Linked DNA regions of Mus musculus: all the other regions are linked to region 2. Evidence: chromatin contacts called from public HiChIP or PLAC-seq data. All regions are on one chromosome and are shown on one strand. Each heading gives the region's core, a stretch centred on a gene start, on an enhancer-like site or on the middle of the called end of the contact. The rest is flanking DNA. Distances are from core to core; before and after follow the strand shown. Region 1 has its middle 190 kb from the start of Gm32171. Region 2 holds the start of Kirrel3 (kirre like nephrin family adhesion molecule 3). Region 3 holds the start of Fli1 (Friend leukemia integration 1).

Evidence for each region. HiChIP or PLAC-seq counts read pairs in DNA pulled down with a chosen protein or histone mark.
Region 1: an H3K4me3 HiChIP or PLAC-seq map of stem cell-derived neural progenitor cells shows a contact between it and region 2, with 8 times the contacts expected there. The contact joins the enhancer-like site here to the promoter of Kirrel3 in region 2. A contact is called at or near these places in 3 of 39 promoter capture datasets (the 3T3-L1 cell line, hippocampal neurons and second pharyngeal arch cranial neural crest) and 3 of 115 datasets of contacts at active chromatin or transcription factors (astrocytes, embryonic forebrain and stem cell-derived neural progenitor cells).
Region 3: a contact with region 2 is called in an H3K27ac HiChIP or PLAC-seq map of embryonic stem cells, with 20 times the contacts expected there. The contact joins the promoter of Fli1 here to the promoter of Kirrel3 in region 2. A contact is called at or near these places in 4 of 39 promoter capture datasets (embryonic stem cells, hippocampal neurons and liver), 8 of 484 Hi-C or Micro-C datasets (embryonic stem cells and epiblasts), 7 of 115 datasets of contacts at active chromatin or transcription factors (astrocytes, craniofacial prominence, embryonic forebrain and 3 more) and 2 of 9 other capture datasets (embryonic stem cells and pancreatic islet).

The regions. Positions count from the first base shown.
Region 1 is chr9:33,444,442-33,447,563 of GRCm38.p6, forward strand. No RefSeq gene overlaps it. Among named protein-coding and RNA genes, the nearest start is that of Gm32171, 190 kb to the left of the region's middle. Within about 2 kb of position 1,675, at least 4 of the 459 cell types and tissues checked have an H3K27ac peak or open chromatin away from gene starts, as enhancers often do. A contact at or near this core is called in hippocampal neurons and stem cell-derived neural progenitor cells, where this site is marked.
Region 2 is chr9:34,487,360-34,490,360 of GRCm38.p6, forward strand. It overlaps Kirrel3 (kirre like nephrin family adhesion molecule 3), which reads left to right and starts at 1,372. Exons shown (of 17, transcript NM_001190911.1): 1 at 1,372-1,799. The coding sequence starts at 1,745.
Region 3 is chr9:32,540,022-32,543,198 of GRCm38.p6, forward strand. It overlaps Fli1 (Friend leukemia integration 1), which reads right to left and starts at 1,431. Exons shown (of 9, transcript NM_008026.5): 1 at 1,170-1,431. The coding sequence starts at 1,187.

The DNA of each region.
Region 1 (3,122 bases), core at 425-2,924, 1.0 Mb before region 2:
AGATGCTCTGTATTTGTTGGGTAGCGAAGTAGGGTTGAAAAGATAACTTCGGGATAGAAAAGGGCAGCTATGCAGTATTTACACACTTACAGAGCAGGCAACATTAGCCTGCAGTAGAGAGATTCATTTATTAATTCACCTGGGAGTTGTAGCTGGATAAAGTGTAATTGTTCATGCTTCGGAGAGAGCTTAGGGCAACTTTCCTCTTGGAAATTACACTCTGTGTTTCCATCTCTGCATTTCTTGTTGTAGAACTTGATTAAATAAAAGCTAATTTCCCCCTACAACTTTACCTGGTCTCCTAATTCTCACATACAGCTATTTTTTAAACCAGTTACATCTTCCCATTATTCATCTTTTGCATAAATTCCTTTTATCTATCAGAAAGATTTTAATGACCAAAGAGAAAATTCTTAAAATATAATGCTATATTTAGGGAATACCCTTGAAATAATCAAATACTTAAAACCACAGCTCATTGGTAGCTTTTTACATATCCCAAATTAGAATGTGCATATGTTAGTTTTATAAGTGGGGGAATACAAATATTTAGTTGCAATATAAAGTGAGTCAATATTAGGTTTTTATGATCGTTTTGCTTTGTAACTGAAAATTGGGAGAAGCACGTAGAAAGCAGACAAACTTAACAGTTTACTTCACAGAGCCCCACATGTTGATAAAATAGCTCCCAGTCTGTAGGTTTTCCTGCTGAAAAGGGGAAAATAAATGGAAGAACTGTTGGTTTTATAATTTCACCATTGCCCGTCCTCACTGAAAGCAGCAATTCCATTTTTGCAGACAGAAAGCAATTTTTATTTTATTTGCAAGTGGTGGTCCCAGATTAGATGTCTTCTGTGTTGGAGGTTGGGATCTTTTCTACAGACAGCATGGGACAGAAATCCTTTGAGGTCATCTCTGTTTAAGTAAATCACTCCCTAGGCACAGTAGTTCAAAGATTCTCCATCTTTGGGACTCAGACAAGCAGTAAGAACCACCTGGGGACTGGTTAGGAACACAGCTTCCAGATCCCTTCATAGGCCCATTTGTTGAAATGCTTGCAAGGAGGGGAAAGAGGGCCAGGATAAGTTTTGCAGTGGCAGGTATAGTGAGGTGTGTGTGTGTGTGTGTGTGTGTGTGTGTGTGTGTGTGGTGTGCGTGGGGGCGGGGCGGGGCGGGCGCCTCGATGGGTCCATGCTGAGCCATCGCTTTCCTTGTATAGTAAGGAATAGAGTTTATTTGGAGACTGGATGGGAAGGAGAGGGGAATTGAGAAGGATTTAGAGACAGGAGAGAGAGAGGGGAGAGAGAGAGGGGAGAGAGAGAGGGGAGAGGGAGAGGGGAGCAGGAGAGGGGGAGGGGGAGGGGGAGGGGGGGAGGGAGAGGGAGAGGAGGAGGGGGGGAGGGGGAGGGGGGGAGGGAGAAGGAGAGGGGAGGGAGAGGAGGAGGAGGAGGAGGAGGAGGAGGAGGAGGAGGAGGAGGAGGAGGGGAGGGGCCAGCCAGGAACACATGGAGAGAGAGGGGTAGGAGATAGAACTGTTGGTCAGAGCCTAGAAGAAATGCTAACAGATGGGCCTGAAAAGAGATTTAACAAGCTTCAGAGGTAACTGATCCCTGCTGAGCTCTGGGGACCATTGTTCCCTTCAATGCCTTTCTGGTGGTTGCTCCACAGTGAGCTGCCAAAAATCAGTGAGTGGGTGGGAGGTGCATTTCAAATGGTAGCGCCATCTGAGCATCTGGTTGGTTTGTTTAGCTGTAGCTGCCATCTCTGCTATAGCAGTTTATGCTATTAGTGTGTAGCTGGTGGTTTTGTGATGCATACTCCTCACAGCTGTAACTTACTTGAGTTCATTTCCCACACATTCCTGGGGACCCAGAGAACCTTCCTGCTAGAGCACAAGTCCCTACATCAGGACCACCTCTAGCCTTGATGGCCATAAGGACTTCAATGTGAAGGATGCCTTTACCCAGTGTCATGTATTCCTTTATCCTCTTCTATGCTAATATTTAGGATGGTTCTGTCCCCACACATGCTCAAAGACAAGTCTAGGAGCTCTTTTCTTTTACATTCTCCGAGGACGCTTATTAGAGTGCACATCTATGTTCCAACCTTGATCCACAGCCCAGAAGCCCCGTTTTAACAAGCTCAGTAGGTGAGCCATGCCGCTTCACCAAGGCAGGATAACTGGTGTGTTGCTTTCTCATTTTCTCTGTACTCTGCCCAGATCCTCAGATACAGCAATGCTCACCATGAATTCTGCCGAATGAATGAATACTGACTCGCCACAGGACGAACTGACAGATGAATGAGGGAGAGAATGGAGAAATGAGTGGATTGCAAGAACTTCTTGTTTTTTAACTAATACGGAGGCTTTCAAGTTGTTGGAACTGTTACTTCAGTTGAGGTTCAGTCTTCTTTGAAGTTATCTCTTTTTCAAGGTAGCTAAGATTGTATGGCTGGATATTAATTTCAGGTGCGTGGATTACTTACAAAAAGATTAACCCAAGGCTAGGTTTTCCTTTTTCGTACTTCCAGTGTTGATTGTATTTATTCTCAAGATATTGCCTACATGAGAACAGGGATGTGTGCGGGGGGGGGGGGGGGGTGTTGGATCTAACTGGCAAAATCACACCAGGCAACAGGTTTATTAAAAGAGGCTGCCTCTGGGAGGAGGAAGCAAAGAAGGGAAGCAGCAGGGGAAGGGTGGGGTGGGGGGGGAGTGGGGAGAGTGGCCTTTTATCAGGGATGAGGTGCATGTGCAGGGGGGGAGGGTCGGGGAATGGGAATGTCTCACCTCTGGGCAGCAAGTTGATGACTTATCTTGTTGTTGCCTAGTCCCTGGGGTGACCATGGAGGTGCCTGATTGCCAACAAGTGTGTGTGTGTGTGGGGGGAGTATAATTCAGGGTATTCAGAAAATATCCAGACCCTCATTATGCAATTAGAATAAGACTCTTCACGAAAAATAAATAGATTAAAAAACAAAACATGTAAATGATTATTTAGAAGTTCTGATAATAATGAGTGCTCTCTTTCTCCCCCTCTCTCTCCCTCTGCCTCTTACTCTCTCCCTCCCTCTCTGTCTCCCTCCCTTTGTTGTCAAAGGAAAGAATTTCATTTAAGGAC
Region 2 (3,001 bases), core at 122-2,621:
TGTTGTTCATAAATTCTAAGAAACATTTTTTAACATCCATGTGGAAACTCAGAGTTGGAATGTGCCTTGCAGTCAGCAAAGCCCCATATCTGTAATACTGATGGAAGGGTAAGAGATCCCTAAAAGGACTCCCTAAGGTCCAAAGACTGCAGAAAGTAATGATTGATTTTGTAATTGAATGTTGAATGACGCACATTGAGAAAGCATCTTTCATTTTCCCCATCTCTCCCTTTAGTCCCTCTTCACCCACTCTCTATAACACTGCATATTTTTATGTGTTGCTTTGTAAGATACTTAGAGTTTGTGTCTTGTATGCACTCAACTTCCACTTTGGATCACAAGCTCCTGGAGGCATGGTCAATTTTACTTTCCCCCATGGCATGCCTAAATGTGTATCAAGTAAATAGACCTAGAAAAATTCATGTTGCTATCATGGAGGACATGGAGTTTGATTTGAGTGTGGATTTCATGACAGGTAAAAGACTTGCAGGTTTTTAAGAAATTGTTGCCTATGACCTTGGCCTCTCCTTGGCAATCAAACTCACAGCACCTTTTGGAGAAGAGGCATCCTTATAGTGATGGAGTGCTCATTAGAGGAGAGAGGCTCAAATGCAAAGACAGACTGCTGCCTGTCCTTGTTAGGGGAGACACAGACTGGGATAATAGTAATAAATAGGTATGTGTCACAAACCTGCCTGCGTTCGCTCTTAACTCCTGCATTTTGTTTTCTAGGAGCAGTGCAAGCAAACTAAGATCCAAACACCCAGGGCTTATCAATTCCAACCCCCTCCTCCACTCCTCTACCCCCCCCCACACACACACATACACACAAACCACCACCATCACCCCAGTCACCACATCACACACGCACACAACACACACACACACACACACACACACACACACACACACACACCAAGAAAGTCCCCCAAATGCAAAGCCTGCCCTGCTTGTGCTTATCTCAACTCCCTAGCCTTGGCTACACACACTGGCTAAGTCCCTGCTGGGGAAAGATGCACCCCTGACTACCTTTTAGCCCAGTTGCCAGTCCCTAGTGCAACAGCAAGGCAGGCACATTTTGATGCATGTGCACGAGTCTAATCATCGGTAACTTCACTCCCGTTTAACAACATTACATCGTGTGAACAGAAAGTCACAGCTCCGCTCGGTGCTCACTATACGTTCTGGTCAATAATGGTAACAAAAGCAGAGTATCCCCCTGTTTAGGGAAAAGAAGAAAAGCACAGCCTTTCTGCAACCCTCCCGTTTTGCAAAGCGTTCCCCTTTCCAAGTGTTTCCTCTTTAATTATGACCTGTTTCCCCTCCCTCTTCCCCCCGCCCCAGCTTCTGTGAAAGGAGCCCTTCTGTCACTCGTCACTCGCTTGCTCGCTCGCCCGCTCGCTAGCTCGTTCGCTCGCTGTGGGAGGAGCCCGCCAGAGGAAGCCGTGTGCCTGGGATGCCAAGAACCAGAGAATGGATCTGCTCCGAGTGGGCACATTGCTAAGGATCCCGGCTTCCCGAGGCGACTGAAAACAAGCATTTGGTTTCGGCTGCCTGCAGATACCCGGAGACACAACGAGACCTAAGCGGACCAGAGGAGGGACAGACCGACTGACAGATAGATGGTCGGCGCGAACCCTGGAGGACCGGCGGCGGAGGCTGAGCACCGCGAGCCCAGCCGCCGCGCTTGAAGAGAAACTAACTGCACACCCAAGTTGCCCGCCGGCTGCCCGCGCGCTGAGGAATGAGACCTTTCCAGCTGGATTTGCTCTTCCTCTGCTTCTTCCTCTTCAGTCAAGGTAGGAACCCGGCGCGCCGGAGTTGGAGCAAAGTCGGCGGCGGCGGCGGCGGCGGCAGCGGAGGGCGCGGGTGGCTGAGGGCTGAGGGCTGAGAGCTGGGAGGTGGACAGGCTCGGGAACTCGTACTAGCTGAGGGTCTTGGTGCCGGCCCATTGGCAGTTAAGTAGCATTGCTTCTTTGCATTTGCAAATGCTACAAAATGGAACTGTGGGTTTCCCTTCGGAAGGAAGGGGCTGGGAGAACAGGGGAGGCTGCACTTTCTCGTCTTTCTTGTCCACGTCCAACTCCAACTCTCCGATGCATGTAAGTTCTTTATGCACCCGGTATATTAATTAGGTAACATCCGTGTGGCTAGGCCATTCGGAACTTCTGGGTGCCTGCTCGCCTTTCTAGCCAGGTTGGAAAAGGGGAGCCTGGCGTAGGTGGAGATTTCAGTTTCAGTAAGGTCTAACTTGCCCGGGTGTGTTTAAAGCAAATGTGCGAGGTCTGCACAGTTGCAGAAAGGGATGCGATTAGGGAAGGTTCTGAGGCGGGTATTTACAGTGGCTGGGGAAAAGAACGCTTGTAAAGAGTTACATTGAATGTCACCCATTTCCCTGAGCAAGGCTGAATTCTGAATCCTACCAAGCACTGGATTAGGTGTATGAAATGGAATTTCGCCCCTGGTGCCGATTGCTTCCTTTCTGCAATCCTAGCAGGTGGACTCTCCAGAAAGAACTTTGCTACCTCTGGGATCCTTGCCACTGAGAGTCATGGGGTGGGTCATGGTGGAGGGAGGACTAAGCACGCGCCTACTTAGCTAAAGGCATCAACAGTCACCTGTGGAATTAAGACTGAAAGAGCCAAGTCAACCCATTCCGTCCCACTCTTTTGGAATGGCAGTGCCACCTCTGCCATCTGAGGCAGCATGTGTGCCTGCCAGCACAGCTCTTGGAGGGACAGGACTTTCAGAAAAAAAAAAAAAATCCACAACAGAGAACATCCATCTGTTGATTAAATGAAGGGTAAAAGTTTTTAAGAAAGCAGAACATCGCCATGGGTGGCTGCCTGTGCAAACAGTGTGTACCCCTTGCTTCTCTTGTCAGGAGAAGCCAAATATAAGTAAAACCAGGCTTCCTTCTCCCTTTCCCCGGTCCTTGTTGTCACTGTAGATTTCCCACTTATCCATGCAGGTCAAACTTTGCAGTTATCACTCCTGATTA
Region 3 (3,177 bases), core at 181-2,680, 1.9 Mb before region 2:
AGCCATGAGAGGGAAGTGGATTCCTCTGGGTTCTGGAGAATGGCGGCTCTGCCAGTCCCCACCTCACCAGCCTGATAGTTTTTCCAGAGCAATTCCTGCTTGATATGCAGCCTTGAAGCTAACGTCTGCTCTCATTCATTCTCCTAAGTCCTCTTAGGCTAGTCACGTTAGGGGGTGTCCCTCGTCTCTGCTCCTGGCCCTACTTCCCCCTTTCGGAGGGAGCACTCGGCCTTTCTGAAGCGTGACAGGGAACCCAGACTCACAGGTCTGCTGGTCTGCACTTTGCAACCTAGACCCAAGCTGGGCCGGCGCGGGTGGCGGGTGGGGGTGGGGGTGCAATCGGCAAGCCCCAGGCCATAGACTCTGAACCAGCCACCGCAGGGGGACAGCTGTTGAAGGAGTTTAATTCTTACTGAGAGGACAGCTCCTGGATCCCTTGCTCTAAAGCAGGCGCACGCACAGTGTGCGGGATCTGAGGCACTGAGGAGCCGGAGAGCAAGGAGATTCCTAACCCGAGGAACTGCGAGGCGGGCCCGTTAGCTCCAGGCAGCCGGCGTCCGCAACTGCCGGGCAGCAGCAGTGAGAAGGGGGGAAGAGAAACCGGTCTGGCTGACAAGTAAACAGGGTCTTCCATCTGGACCCGCCGGCTCAGCCGGATCCTCAGACACCCTCCCTTGCACCCCTTGCCCTCCCGCAACTACTCCTCCAACTCGCTCGGAGGGTCGGGGGACCCCAGCCAGAGGCGAACGCTGCTCCTGCCCGCGCAGATCTCGGCCTCTGGCGTGAGGAAGCTGGCCGCCAGACTAGTGCCTGGCGCCGGGGCCAGGTCGTCTGGGTGCCGGGTGGGAACCGACCCGGCGATCTCCCGCCCGAGACTCTGCTCCGCGCCCCGGGTCCCCAGGTTTCAGCTGCCGGGTCTCGCAGCCCCTTCGGGCGGCACAGTGGGAGCCTGCGGGATTCCACAGTGGCGCAAGGAGTGAGGGGTAGATCGCCCTGGGCGGGAAGGCTGGCCGGCCTCCTCGGAATGGGGGACTCGCCACCCGGAGGAGACCGCGCGAAGCCGGGGCGCGGAAGGAAGGGAGAGCGGCCACGTCTTCCGGGACCCCGGCGCCCAGCCCTCCCGCCGCCCCGGTCGGCCCTCTCCCCGCGCCCACTGCCCAGCCGCTTACCTTAATAGTCCCGTCCATTTGGCCAAGTCTGCAGCCGAGCCCCCCAATATTCCACACATTGACCCGGTTACAGCCTGACCTCGTAGCCCCTTCAGATTAGCCCGGCGCGGCCTCTTTGGCGCCCTGGGCCCTCTCTGAGTGCCCCCTGCGAGCGCCCTGCCCTCGCTCCCCTGTGCACGTTTGTTGTTGTAGCGGATCGAAAAAGAGACAGTTAACCGGATGAAACTTTTTTTCAGCTAATTTTGGGAAGTGACTTCACTTTGCGATCGGGGAGGAAGTCCTATCTCTCTCTCTCTCTCTCTCTCTCTCTCTCTCTCTCTCTCTCTCTCTCTCTCTCTCATCTCGCCCTCTCCACTCTCTGCTCTCTCTTGTCTTCCCTCCCCCACACCCCCTCGTCCTCTCCTCGCCCTGCTTTTCGCATCACTCGCTATATAAATATACGCGGGATGCCCAGTTACATTCATGCACTGCGCACACAGGATACTTGCTCCTGGGAGATAAGAGCTGGCCAGGAACAATGACGGGGTCCACGCCCAGTATCCGCTCCCTGATTCCTGAAGTCTGCAACTCCCCCATCACCTTCCCCCCAAATCCAAAGCCAAACGCCTCTGGCCTCTTTCCTTTCCCTTGGGCCTTTGGCCGAAGGTGGCCCTCCTGACTCATTCACTTTCCGTTTCTTCCCACAGATACATTCATTAATGCTTTTTCCAGCCGGAGTCAAACTTTTTTGGGGATGGGAGGAAGACGGCGGAAGAGTTTGTTAGAACAGGGGATAACCTGGCGATGCTGACCGCCAGGGGAGATTCGGATGCAGATCAAGGCAAACCTACTATTTTTAAAAAGGAAGGAAGGAAGGAAGGAAGGAAGGAAGGAAGGAAGGAAGGAAGGAAGAAAGAAAGAAAGAAAGAAAGAAAGAAAGAAAGAAAGAAAGAAAGAAAGAAAGAAAGAGAGGAGCCGAAGAGAGTTTTTGCATCTAAGCGCTGGTCTCCGGATAGGCTCAAAGCGAATTCTGGGTCCCGCGGACCTGACCTGTCAAGGGCTCAATACCTCAAGCTTTGTTAGCAGAGAGATGCCCATGCTTTGGCGCGCCTCGACTCCGGGCTCCACAGCCCGCTAAGGAGGTAGACCAGCCACAACCTAGGCTTTTTGAGTTAAATTCTCTCACCTATCAGGACCCGACGGCCCAAGTTCTTCAATACCATCGCAGCCCCCAAGGAACTGACACCAGGGCGAGCTTGCCCTCCACACTACGCAGCAGGACCCAGGAGCGCGGCGAGCCGCGGCTCAGCAGAGACCCCACCTTGGATGAGAACGGGCAGTCTAAGGGTCCAAGCTAGGGACTGTCATTCCCAACCAGCGGCGTGGCCCGCTTTACCGGCTCGGTTCTTTCTGCTATCCCCCGCGCCTCCCCTGCTGGACCCAGGAGCTCTCTTGTTAAGGCTTCTCTGGGGTATCGGCGCTGGCGGCCTGACTCCCATCTCCCAGACTTTGAAAACAGGTTACCTTTTTCCACGCTCTTCAGACCACGCTGTGGACTTTCTCACTATTATTTAAGAGTCCTCCCGGGAAAAGAGGGGAAAAATTCCAGAGCAGATCCGAATAAATTGGAAAGGAAAAAAAAATCAAGAGGGTGTCCACGGCGGCAAGAAGGTGACTTATTAATTCTTTATTTCTTCAGGAGCAATTGCGCTCGCTCGCTCGCCTCCCTCCCTCCCCCCTTCCCCCTCTCCAAATTAGTCTCATCAATTCAGCTCCAATTTGGGGTTCGAATACAGACACGGGTCTGAACGTGACCAGACCTGGAGTGGCGGTGCAGCCTGCCAGCAATTGAGACTCGGTTTACTGTGGGGGGTGGGGTGGGGGCCGGGCCCACTCCCCCTCCTCCTGTCTGCTTCTCAATCCAGGGGTCTGCTCCGGGGCTCCCCTGGGACCGCCACATCTGGTTACCGCTAGCGGGGTCAGTCCCCCCCCTTTGCCTGGGGCCACCAGTTCTGGAGTTCAATTAAAA